2 separate regions of the Cricetulus griseus genome follow, and region 1 is linked to region 2. A link is a contact called in public Micro-C data. All regions are on one chromosome and are shown on one strand. The core of a region is the stretch at or near the end of the contact, and the rest is flanking DNA. Distances in the headings are between cores, read along the strand shown.

What was found. A called contact is a pair of places that touch in the nucleus more often than the background predicts.
Region 1: a Micro-C map of the CHO-K1 cell line shows a contact between it and region 2, with 2.1 times the contacts expected there. The contact joins two enhancer-like sites. A contact is called at or near these places in 5 of 8 Hi-C or Micro-C datasets (the CHL-YN cell line, the CHO-K1 cell line, fibroblasts and 1 more).

What each region holds. Positions count from the first base shown.
Region 1 is chr4:75,895,402-75,900,568 of CriGri-PICRH-1.0, reverse strand. Sun1 (SUN domain-containing protein 1) reads right to left here. Exons shown (of 23, transcript XM_027413465.2): 16 at 3,828-3,871; 17 at 2,734-2,845; 18 at 527-781; 19 at 1-45. Among named protein-coding and RNA genes, the nearest start is that of Get4, 14 kb to the left of the region's middle. Within about 2 kb of position 1,893, at least 2 of the 6 cell types and tissues checked have open chromatin away from gene starts, as enhancers often do. A contact at or near this core is called in the CHO-K1 cell line, where this site is marked.
Region 2 is chr4:75,840,994-75,846,170 of CriGri-PICRH-1.0, reverse strand. It overlaps Dnaaf5 (dynein assembly factor 5, axonemal), which reads right to left. Exons shown (of 13, transcript XM_027413454.2): 11 at 4,723-4,879; 12 at 1,413-1,604; 13 at 1-476. The coding sequence ends at 340. Among named protein-coding and RNA genes, the nearest start is that of Sun1, 17 kb to the left of the region's middle. Within about 2 kb of position 2,495, at least 1 of the 6 cell types and tissues checked has open chromatin away from gene starts, as enhancers often do. A contact at or near this core is called in the CHO-K1 cell line, where this site is marked.

The sequences.
Region 1 (5,167 bases), core at 644-3,143, 55 kb before region 2:
TTGGGAATACAGTTTCAAAGCATTGTTCACAATGATGTGTGCTTGCTGGTAACACAGAAGAAAGAAGAATGAGGGTTAAATGATGCAAGCAAAGGCTGGGTACCTCGTATACTTATGCTTAGAGAACACAAGCATGCTACACTTCAGCCATGGCCAGTAAATGGGTGGGATGGGGTCAGACACTCAACATTAGGGCATGATACTTCACAGCAGGTACCAGAACCAGGGCATCCTGGGCCCTGTCACCATCAATGTGGGTGGGGTGGGAGGGAAGACTGTACTTCAGGGCTGGGGTGTGGCAACTAAGGGAAGCTTCGTACAGCTGGAAGCTGTATAACCACAAACTGGTACATAGGTGCCCTTGGGACAAAAGGATTCAGTGAATGCAAAGCTAAGGAGTGCTTCCAAGTGACAACAGCGGTAATACATCATTTGTGGCAAAGCTAAGTACATTGTGTTCTCAGAACACTGACACCCATGTAACTACTGTATCTATGGTGGAGGCTGACCCTGTCTGTTTACTCACCGCTTCCGTAATTCCTGAAATTCCTGCCTCGCTCATGGCAGACACAATGGCCTCAGATGTTGGGGCCTGTCCTGTCACTGTGACATGGTGTGTGATATTCTGCAGCACTTTCAGCTCAAGGTCATGCAAAAGCACCTGCAGCTCATCCTTGCTCACGAACCGAGAAGAAAGTTTCTGCAATAGCCACTCGAGGGAGCCATTGTGCTGATCCTCAGAGAACATGAGTCTCACAGTCTCCTGGATACGGGCATCAGCCTGGTGAGGCAGAGGAAAGAATGGGTAAGTGTGAAGCACTGTAGTAGCAAATTGCTCCAGCACAGCCTCAGGTACCCCAGAAGTACATCTCTGCAAGACAGGGCACAACTGTGACATAACTGTCCCCTTCACATTAAATTTAAGTATTCTTCCCAAACCACTGGAGCCTTCTAAACCAATTAGGAATGGACTACAGTGCTGCATGAAGGTCATTTACCAGTGAACCGCAGAAAGGGAATATGGGTTTTCTGATTCCCACTGAGTCTACTCAGCAAGTCCCACCACACAACTCCACAGCTGAGGGCAGGCCCCCGTCCTCACTGCTCCTTATAAACAGCTTGAGGTGTAGTCAGACAGGAGGCTGACTTGGTCCCTATGTACTATATACAAACTTCTTTTGTTTCCCATGGAAAACAATCAAGGGCAAAGCACAGAAAGGCATCCACCTACCACAAAGCCAGCAGGGCTGCATACATTCAACCCTGTTCTCTGTCCCCACAAATGGCCCCACTATGCATTCATCCTTCCTCAGTCCCCCAAGACTACCTGATCGCTGCCCATCTCTGCTCATTTCCACAAAACAATACCCCAGAGTGCATGATACTAGCAAAGACTGCAGGCCTGCCAGCCCACTAGGCAGCACCCAAGGACATGTAGTGAGGAGTTTGTATTTTAACCAGCAACAGGAGACAGATTCCTACCCATGTACTTTGTTGTCCCCGCCATCTCTCCTCCTACCTGCTCTGGAAGCTCTTTATACACAGATAACTAATTTATCAGACATGCCACAAATCAACTCTCTAATATATAGTCTGAATGTGGCTCATGAGGACTGTCAACAAACTGTAATTCTCAACAGACCCAAGGATGGTGGGCCATACAATATCTGTGATATATTATGACATAGATGGGCAACTGGCAAAGCAAAGTTGGGTCCTACTGTGGATGGTCACACTCTCTCTCCTCCTCTCTCTTCTCTTTCTCTCTCTCTCCCCTCCCGCCCCCAACATGTGTCAGTTGTACTGTGTGAGCAGGAAGAGTCATGCAGTGAGCTCAGATGTGAGTATGCTATGCTGTTGGGATTGGGACACTCATCAGGAGTCATCAATGTGTGACTTGAAAATATTTACAACCTCCAAGTATGGATGGAGTGCAGTTTGGTCAGAGCATTTGCATGGCCTGTGTTGGATTCTGGGTTCATGCCCAGCACCACAAAAATTGATGAAATCTTAAAATATAATGAGAGAGATATGACTCAGTAAATAAAGATGCCTGCCACTAGACCTGACCTCCTAAATTTGATCCTCAGGACCCACATGGTGGAGGGAGAAAAACAACTTCTCCAAGTTGTCCTCCACATTCTTACATTCCTCTGTTTTGTTTTCCAATACAGGGTTCCTGGAACTCAGAGGTCTGACTGCTTCTGCTTCCTGAATTCTGGGATTAAAGGCATATGTCACCATAACCCAGCACATTCTTACATTCTTGTGACATACATGTGCTTGCACAGTCATACACACAATAAATGAATTTAAAATATAACTTTTTTAAAGGTGGGAATGGAGAGATGGCTCAGTGGTGAAGAGCTTTTCATGAGGATAGGAACACAGATCCCATAGCCACATAACAAGCCATGTTCCCACAAATGCCTGTCCTCAGCTCTGAAGGGAACAGACAAAAGACTTCTAGGACTTGTGGGTTTCCATTTAGGCCAAGACATTAGACCCAGTCTCAACAAGCGGTCCTGCCTCTGAGGGAATGGGCTCAAAATGATGGGAAATGACAGCTTATTGCTTCTTCTGGTCTGTTCATGTCCCTGCATCTGTCTGCATATGCAGACACACACATAAACTATTTTTTAAAAAAGTTTTGAAGGCAGCCACTCAGAAACATCTTGACATAGTCAGGTGAGAGCTTTCTCCAGGTAGAGGTCTTCTAACACCAGCACTTACCTGCTCACAGCTGGTCCTCAGATGATGCCAGTCTGACAGCTGAGACTTCAGCAGATTCAGCTCCAGTTCTAGGTGTTGCACACGGTCTAGGAGGGGCTGCTCTTCAGCCCTGCTGGAAGCCATCAACCAGGGAGGGGACAGGGGTCAGGGCCCAGATCCACTCAGAGGAGGCCTCAACCCTAAACAAAGCAGCATTTCTATGTCCTCAAAATTACAAGTAAGACCAGGAATGAGCTGATGTCTATCCACAGCCCTGAGGCCGAATCTGCAGTTCCATGCTCATGGGATGGACAGTGTAACTGAAGATGTGATCAGGTATGATTAGTGACTGACCTTGGGGAGGGGCTCTGAGCTACCCATGAACACAGAGCTTTGCAAGGGATGCTAACAAGCCCAGCTGAAACAGGGTTCTCCAGATAAATGTTCTGGATCTATCCATTCACATGCCAAGTCAGCATTCACTGAAACCAGGCCTGGGAAGAGCAATGTGCAACACACTCCCGCCCACCCTACCCCACATGCAGCTGGCCCATTAGCCAGCAAAAGCTGCTCTCCAGCCATACCCACCACAGGAACTACAAAGATTAGTACACACAAACCCAGAATGTGCAAAGAAGATGCAGTGCTAGGAACAAGGAAAAAGCTGTCAGGAAGTGGGAACAAGCATAACTGCTGAGGGACCAGGGCTTTGCAGTGGCACAAGGGCCACCAGCTTCAGGTACAGAAAGTTTCAGCCACAAGAAGATGCATGGTTGCTGAGCCCAAGGCTGGGCTGGGCTCTGAGACACCAATGAGACCAATGAGACCAGAAACAGACAGAAGCTCCTGGCAGAGGGAGTCCCCCAAGGCTCCCCATGGCCAAGCAGGGGCCTATCTATACACTGCCTGAGAAAAGACATTCCCAAGTTCTTTAGGGTCCTGTCTCTTGCATAGTCCCACGTTGATACCCCAAAAGATACCCAAAGACTGGTAATTTTAGGTGGCAAGTGACAATTTGAACTTTAGCAGCCAGTAAATAGCCAGTTAATAGTCACTATGCTCCATCCGAGCAGAGTACCATGGGAGACAAAGTCAGAGCTCCTGGGGTCACCTACCTGCCTGCTCTCAGCTTGCTTTCTTCCAGCTCCTTCTGGATAGCCTAGGAAGCAGGGAAGACTTTGTAAACAGTTACACCCTGAGTTCATAAATGTCTCAGTAACTTAAAACATCACATATTGAAAGATGAGTCTCAGCTTCTGAATGTCTGGGCAAAGGCATCAAGGTGTCTAAAGCTGGGCTCCTCCTGACTCATGTCAAGTGCATTCTGGGTCTCCTGACAAGTTGAGGCCCCCTCTTTCTGATCAGCTGAACTCTCCTGACACCAATAATCAGAAAGTAGGAGCTGGTCCCAAGAGACTAAGGGCTATTCTGCTTACCCCTGCTCAGTAAAATAATGTTTTAGTTCAGTTCAGTGAGCAAAGAAGCACCTGCCATGTCTAGCTGTATGCTGTACCCTAAGAATGCTAAGCCTTGCCCAAGAGTTGGGCATGTTCTGTACTGCAGACCCACCCACATCAAACACCCAGTTTACCATCACACAACAGTGAGACTCTGCTACCCACAGTGATTTTATGCAAAGCATGTTCTATGTGTGCTTTTTTGGTGGAGGCTGAGTGATGCGAAGGGCTCATAGGGATTCATGAGCAACATGTGGCTGGATTTTTGAAGCCAGAACAGCCACCTCTGTTTTATCAGGCTCATAGGTCAAGCAGTTTAAGCAATAGAGTTGAAATGCCCAGAAAACAAAACAAGACATAGTCCTTCCAGTTGTACAGCTCAAAAGCAAGACCTTGAACAACGTAGCCCCTGCCTACAGCTTTGGGGAATATTGGCTGCCAGTTGATCTTTATTAAAAAACTGGTTTGGGGGATCGTCAAAGGGCTCAGTGGGAGAAGGCACTTGTGCTAATTTTGAAGATCAGAGTTCAGTGCAGGCCCCACAGAGTGAAAGGTGAGAAATGACTCTGATAAGCTGCCCTCTGATTTCCACATGCACTGTGACATGCATGTGTTCTTACCTAGCAAGTGAGAGGCCCTGGGTTCCATCCCCATAGTCAGGCACAAGAACACCACCCCCCACCCCCCCACCCCCCCCGAGGCATGCATACTGGCAGAGTTTGCTTTTGTGGGGGGGGGTCGCACTCCAATTATAAGAACAAATGCCTCACAGCTGGGGAGAGGGTTCAATGGGTAAAAGCATTTGTTGTGCAAGGGTAAGGACTTGAGTTCAAAACCCCAGCATTCATGTAAAAAGCTGAGTGTGTCTGTGCACATCAGCAAGCCCAGTGCTGTGAGGGGCAGAGAAAGGCAGCTCAGTGAAAAGACCTTTTCTCAAAGGAAAAAGGCAGAGGAAGAGGTCCCTGATGCCCTCCTCTGTCTCCATGCATGCACTCCCA
Region 2 (5,177 bases), core at 1,246-3,745:
TGAAGAGCATCCTTGGTGAGCATGGAAGCAGGCCAGGACCTCTTGGGGCTTGCGAGGAAGCCTTAAAAACATTATATTCAAGCAGCTAGTTGGGAAGCTGGCAAGGATGGGGCACTTAACTTTAATTGTAGCTTTTTGAGGCCTCTGTGTATAGTAGGCATGTTACAAAATCCCAGAACCTGCTTGGGAAAGAGAAGCTGCTGCTCAAAGCACCGTCTGCGGTTGGTGGGGTCCCAAGGATGCCTGGGCTGTGGACATGGTTGCCTTAAATGCATAGTCTCCAGGCCACCCGCACTGCTCTTCAGACGGTTGGGGCCCTTTAGTGGCTGCTGCACACGGTCACCGAGCGGCAGCCATGGCTTGCATGTGCTGCAGCAGCTGCTCACAGTAGGCAGATGATCGGTGTTTGTGGACGACGGCCTCGGTCTCCCGAACCAGCACATCTGGGAACAGGACGCTGCCCTCCTTGAGGACTTCTAGAAGACAGCACAGAACCCTTAGTCCAGCTGCAGTGGGCTGGGAGCCTACCTCATGCTGTACAGAGCTGACAGCTTTCCTTAGAGTTGCTGGGTAGATCCATGGGGCTGAAAACCACCTTCCTTCCTGAAGCCTTGGGCACTATGTTCAGAGGGTGGAGGGTGAGGTCCCACGCCCCACTCCCCACCCCCCATGTAGCAGTGTAGGGGCTATCTGGAAGCATCAGTCTACAGTGTTTGCTCCCCCCCCCAAAAAAAGACTATCATCCCATTCTCCTTCCTTCTGAAACAGCAGTGTCCACAAAGTGTCCTGTACATGCTGAGCCATTTGCAAAAGTATTCTCATTATTTTTAATCTTATTTTTTGTTGGTCTGTGGGCACGTGTGTATAGTATATATGTATGTATGCGTGTGCATATATATGGAGGTCAGAGTTATTTATTTGTATTTTTGAGACTGTAAAGGTGCCTGCTGCCTAGTCTGACACCCTCAGTTTCATCCCTGGAATCCACATGCCAGAGGGAGAGATCAACCTAATGCAAGTTGTCTTCTATCTCCATGCCCATGATACTGTGGCACATGTGCCCCCCCCCCCCCCCCCGCCCAGATAAATACAAATATTGAAAAGAATGGGGGCTGGAGAGATGGCTCAGAAGCACTGGCTACTCTTTCAGTGGACCCAGATTTGATTCTCAGTATCTCATGGCAGCCCACAACCACCTGTAACTTGAACTCAAGAGAGTCCAATGCCTTCTTCTGGACTCCATGGGTACTTTCATGCATGTATGCATGTGATCACACACACACACACACACACACACACACACACGCACAGAGGCAAACATTCACGCATACATACACACACATCTCGACTAATTTCTATTTCAGTAACTCAGGTTACCAGAACCCAGAGGCAGTGGGCCCTGGAGAGCTCACCTAGGACTGTGTCCTGGATGGCACTTTCAGGGTCATCCAGATGGACCAGCAGCTCCCTGTACAAGAACTGAACACTGCTCTGATAGGCGGATTTCCCGTCAGAGCTCTGCACACACTTCAGCCAGGTGAGCAAGGCAGAAGCAGCTGCCATCCTCACGTCGTTGGAGACATCATCTAGGCGCTTCAAGAGCTCTGTGGGGAGGGGATAGGTGAGACAGATTTATGACAGGGCTTTTTTGTTGTTGTTGTTGTTTTTCAAGATAGGTTTTCTCTGTGTAACAGCCTTAACTGTCCTGGAACTAGCTCTATAGATCAGGCAGCCCTCAAACTCATAGAGACCTGCCTGTATGGCAGGGCTTTTAACCTGCAGATATGGAGGGCCTTTGCTCTGGGGACCTGCGAACCCACCCCTCAAGGGAGACTCTTCAGCAGTGAGCATCTTCAACAGATGGCGCATCACTTCCTGTTTAGTCCCCACAGCCCTGAGACCTCCAAGACCCAGATGGACACCGGACACTATCAGCTGCCATGGAGCTGAGCCTTCCTCCCAACTGCTACAGGGTAAAGAGCCTGAGGTCAACATGACAACTGTGTCAGCCTTGGTTTGTCTCTGTGGGAATTCCTTGACCAGGTTGTCTGATGTCAAAAACAGATCTATCTTTCCTGAGGGACAGAAACTTTAAAGTAATGGGTAAGAGTTTCATTAAACTTAGGCTTTCCCCACAACCTGGAAAACAAAACAAAAAGTCCTCTCTGGAACAGATGTGAACACACAGCTGCAATACCAGCACTTGGGAAACTGAGGCAGGAGGGCTGCTGTAAGTCTGAAGCCTAGTTAGGTTTGACATTCTGGGCTAAACGTATCTCAATAACCAAAGGAGGCAAAAGGCAATTTCTGGAACCTACTTCTACAGCACAAAGCTTCCGGAGAATGGGCAAATGGGACAACAGCTGAGTGTTGGCCAGGGCAGGCTGCCTCTCACCTGTATCTGAAAGCTCATGAGCAGGCTAGCCCTGAAGACATGAAAAGATGACTACACACACAGAATGCAAGGCCTCCTGCTAGGAGCATCAGGACAGGGAACTGCTGGAATGACTCATAGGGGATACCCAGGTCCTTCCAGAACGCTGGGCTCTGGCTGTAAGATGATTAGAAGCCCAGTGGGAAGTCCTGCTTGCATACTTTGGACAGGCACAGGAGAGACTACCACACCTTAGAATAACAGAGGAGAATGAATGGGACTCAAGCGTGCAAGGCTGGCTGAGGCACAAAACCTGAGCCCAAGGACTCACCCATCCCAGGCCTGAGCATGCCCAGACCAATGTTGGAATTACGCAGAGCTGACTTTCACTGGGGCTAACTTACAAGGGTGAATAGGCTGGTGGAAGCTGATATTGCTCTTTGTGAGCAACTCTGGCAGAACTGATGCTTTAGGCTGGGACCTGTCCCCTGTTCAAAGTTGGCCCTGGATGCACCTGTACCCATCCTGGAACATCCTTCCAACAGTCTCCTGTACACTGAGAAGTAGCAACGTGCTGGAGAGTTGTGTTTGCTATAACTGCAGGAGGTGTACCCAATGTGGAAAGAAAACACTTACAATAAGACAGAACACTGAGAAAAGCATGTGAGATGACAGCGGTGAGGCCTGCAGGGCTGTGGAGGTTCTGGCAGAGGCCCCTCCTATCTCAGCCATTTTATTTGTAGGCTTGAGAATCTGAGTTTGCCTTCAATCCATCTCTTTTGAAGCCACCCTCAGCTTCCTCCCTCAGGGAATATGCCTGAATTTCTCCTCCCAGAGGCTGTTTAGGGAGCCAAATGCCTTCAATTCATTAATTTCTCCTTCAGTCATTTCAGAGTTCATATAATGTACTTGGGAGACTTTTTTATTTAAAAGATAATCTCACTAGTTAGCCCTGATTGGCCCAGAACTTGCTATGTAGACCAGGCTGGTCTTAAACTCAAGAGATCTGCTTGCTTCTGCCTCCTAAGTGCTGGGATTAAAGGTGTACGCCACCATGCCTAGCCTAGGACTTTTTCTTTTGAGATGTGGGCTCATGTAGCTAAGGTTGATCCTCTTGTCTTCACCTCCAAAGTGCTAGGATAACAGCTGTGTGCCATCACACCTGGCTTTCTTATTTGTTTTGATACAGGGTCTCACTGTCTAGACCTGGCTGCTTGAAATTTTCTATGTGTTTCAAGTTGGCTTAAGATTTGCAATAATTCCCCCTGCTTCTGCCTCTTAAGTGCTGAGATTAGAGGAATGTGCAAGAATGGCCAGGTCTTAACTTGCTTCTAAAGGATGTTATTATTTTAGCTTCTAGACAATATTAAACCATTTTAAGTAAGAACTATAAAGAGTTTGTCCCTCAACCCTCTATAGTGTCATCTGTCCTGAAGATCACCCACCAACCATTACAATGTCCTCAGTTCAGTTTTTTGGGGAGCCGTATTAGCAAGCTAACCTTGAATCAATCACCGCTGCACCGGTTTTCTCCATGTTCTTTCACACCTACTGTTCTGCCTGGTAAGACTGTTCCTTCACACTCACTGTTCTCAGGGGGTATCGGTTCCTCTCGTGCCTAGTCGCTGCCTAGCACTGTCCCTGGTCAGCTCCTAAAGAATATTCCAGACCTCCCCCTGCTTCTGGCTACCGTCTGCGAGCTTGTTTTTTTGTTTGTTTGTTTTTCGAGACAGGGTTTCTCTGTGTAGCTTTGTAGACCAGGCTGGCCTTGAACTCACAGAGATACTCCTGCCTCTGCCTCCCGAGTGCTGGGATTAAAGGCGTGGGGCACCATCGCCCGGCTGCTCTGGGAGCTTGTTGGCTTTGACATCCTCATTATCTCTGGCTATAATTTGCTTGGTGCTCAGGCTGGTTCTAGACTATCCTCATCATGTCCCATCTAGACAGATAGTTAAGGCTGTCCCTATCATGTCCCACCAGCCTGGTTCCATGTAGACTGCTTTCTCTAACACTTGGAAGGCAGAAGCCTTATTCCATACTTTTTTTTTTCTTGTTTTAAATTTTATCTTTTTGACTGGGGACCTGGACACAATTCCTGCTCTGAGGAGGGTCTCTCAACCTTATGGGCTACACCCTAGTGGTCCTAGAAACAGGTCCTGGACCCATATCCAATAATGCCCAGAGTGGTTCTCTTTGCTTCCCATGCAGGCTGCTCCGTCAGGGATGGTTCATTTGTAACTGTGGTATATGGATACCCAGCATCAACTCAATCAGGAGTATTTTCTATGTCTGACTACAGAAGAAGTTACTAAATAATTTTGTGTACCCCCCAACTCTCAGTGTCTTACCAGGATAGACCCTGAGGAATTTCTCTGGCTCCATGGTATCCCCTGAGTTCTTGAGAAATACGCTAATGATGCGGCAGGAGACCAGGCGTGTGGTCTGGGAGTCATCCTCTAGAGTGGCCAGCACCTGTGGCATCAGGGTCTCCTGCGCCTCTTGCACCTGCAAGCCACAAATGGGTGAGAGGACATCTGGGGCTACCCATACTGTCAGAACTCGTCAGTGCTCTCTGCCAGGCACGCCTATCTGCAACATAATGCAGCTATCAAATTTTACCTAGAAGAGACTTGAATCTCTCTCTCTCTCTTTTTTTTTTTCGAGACACAGGGTTTCTCTGTGGCTTTGGAGGCTGTCCTGGAACTAGCTCTTGTAGACCAGGCTGGTCTTAAACTCACAGAGATCTGCCTGCCTCTGCCTCCCGAGTGCTGGGATTAAAGGCGTGCACCACCACTGCCCGGTA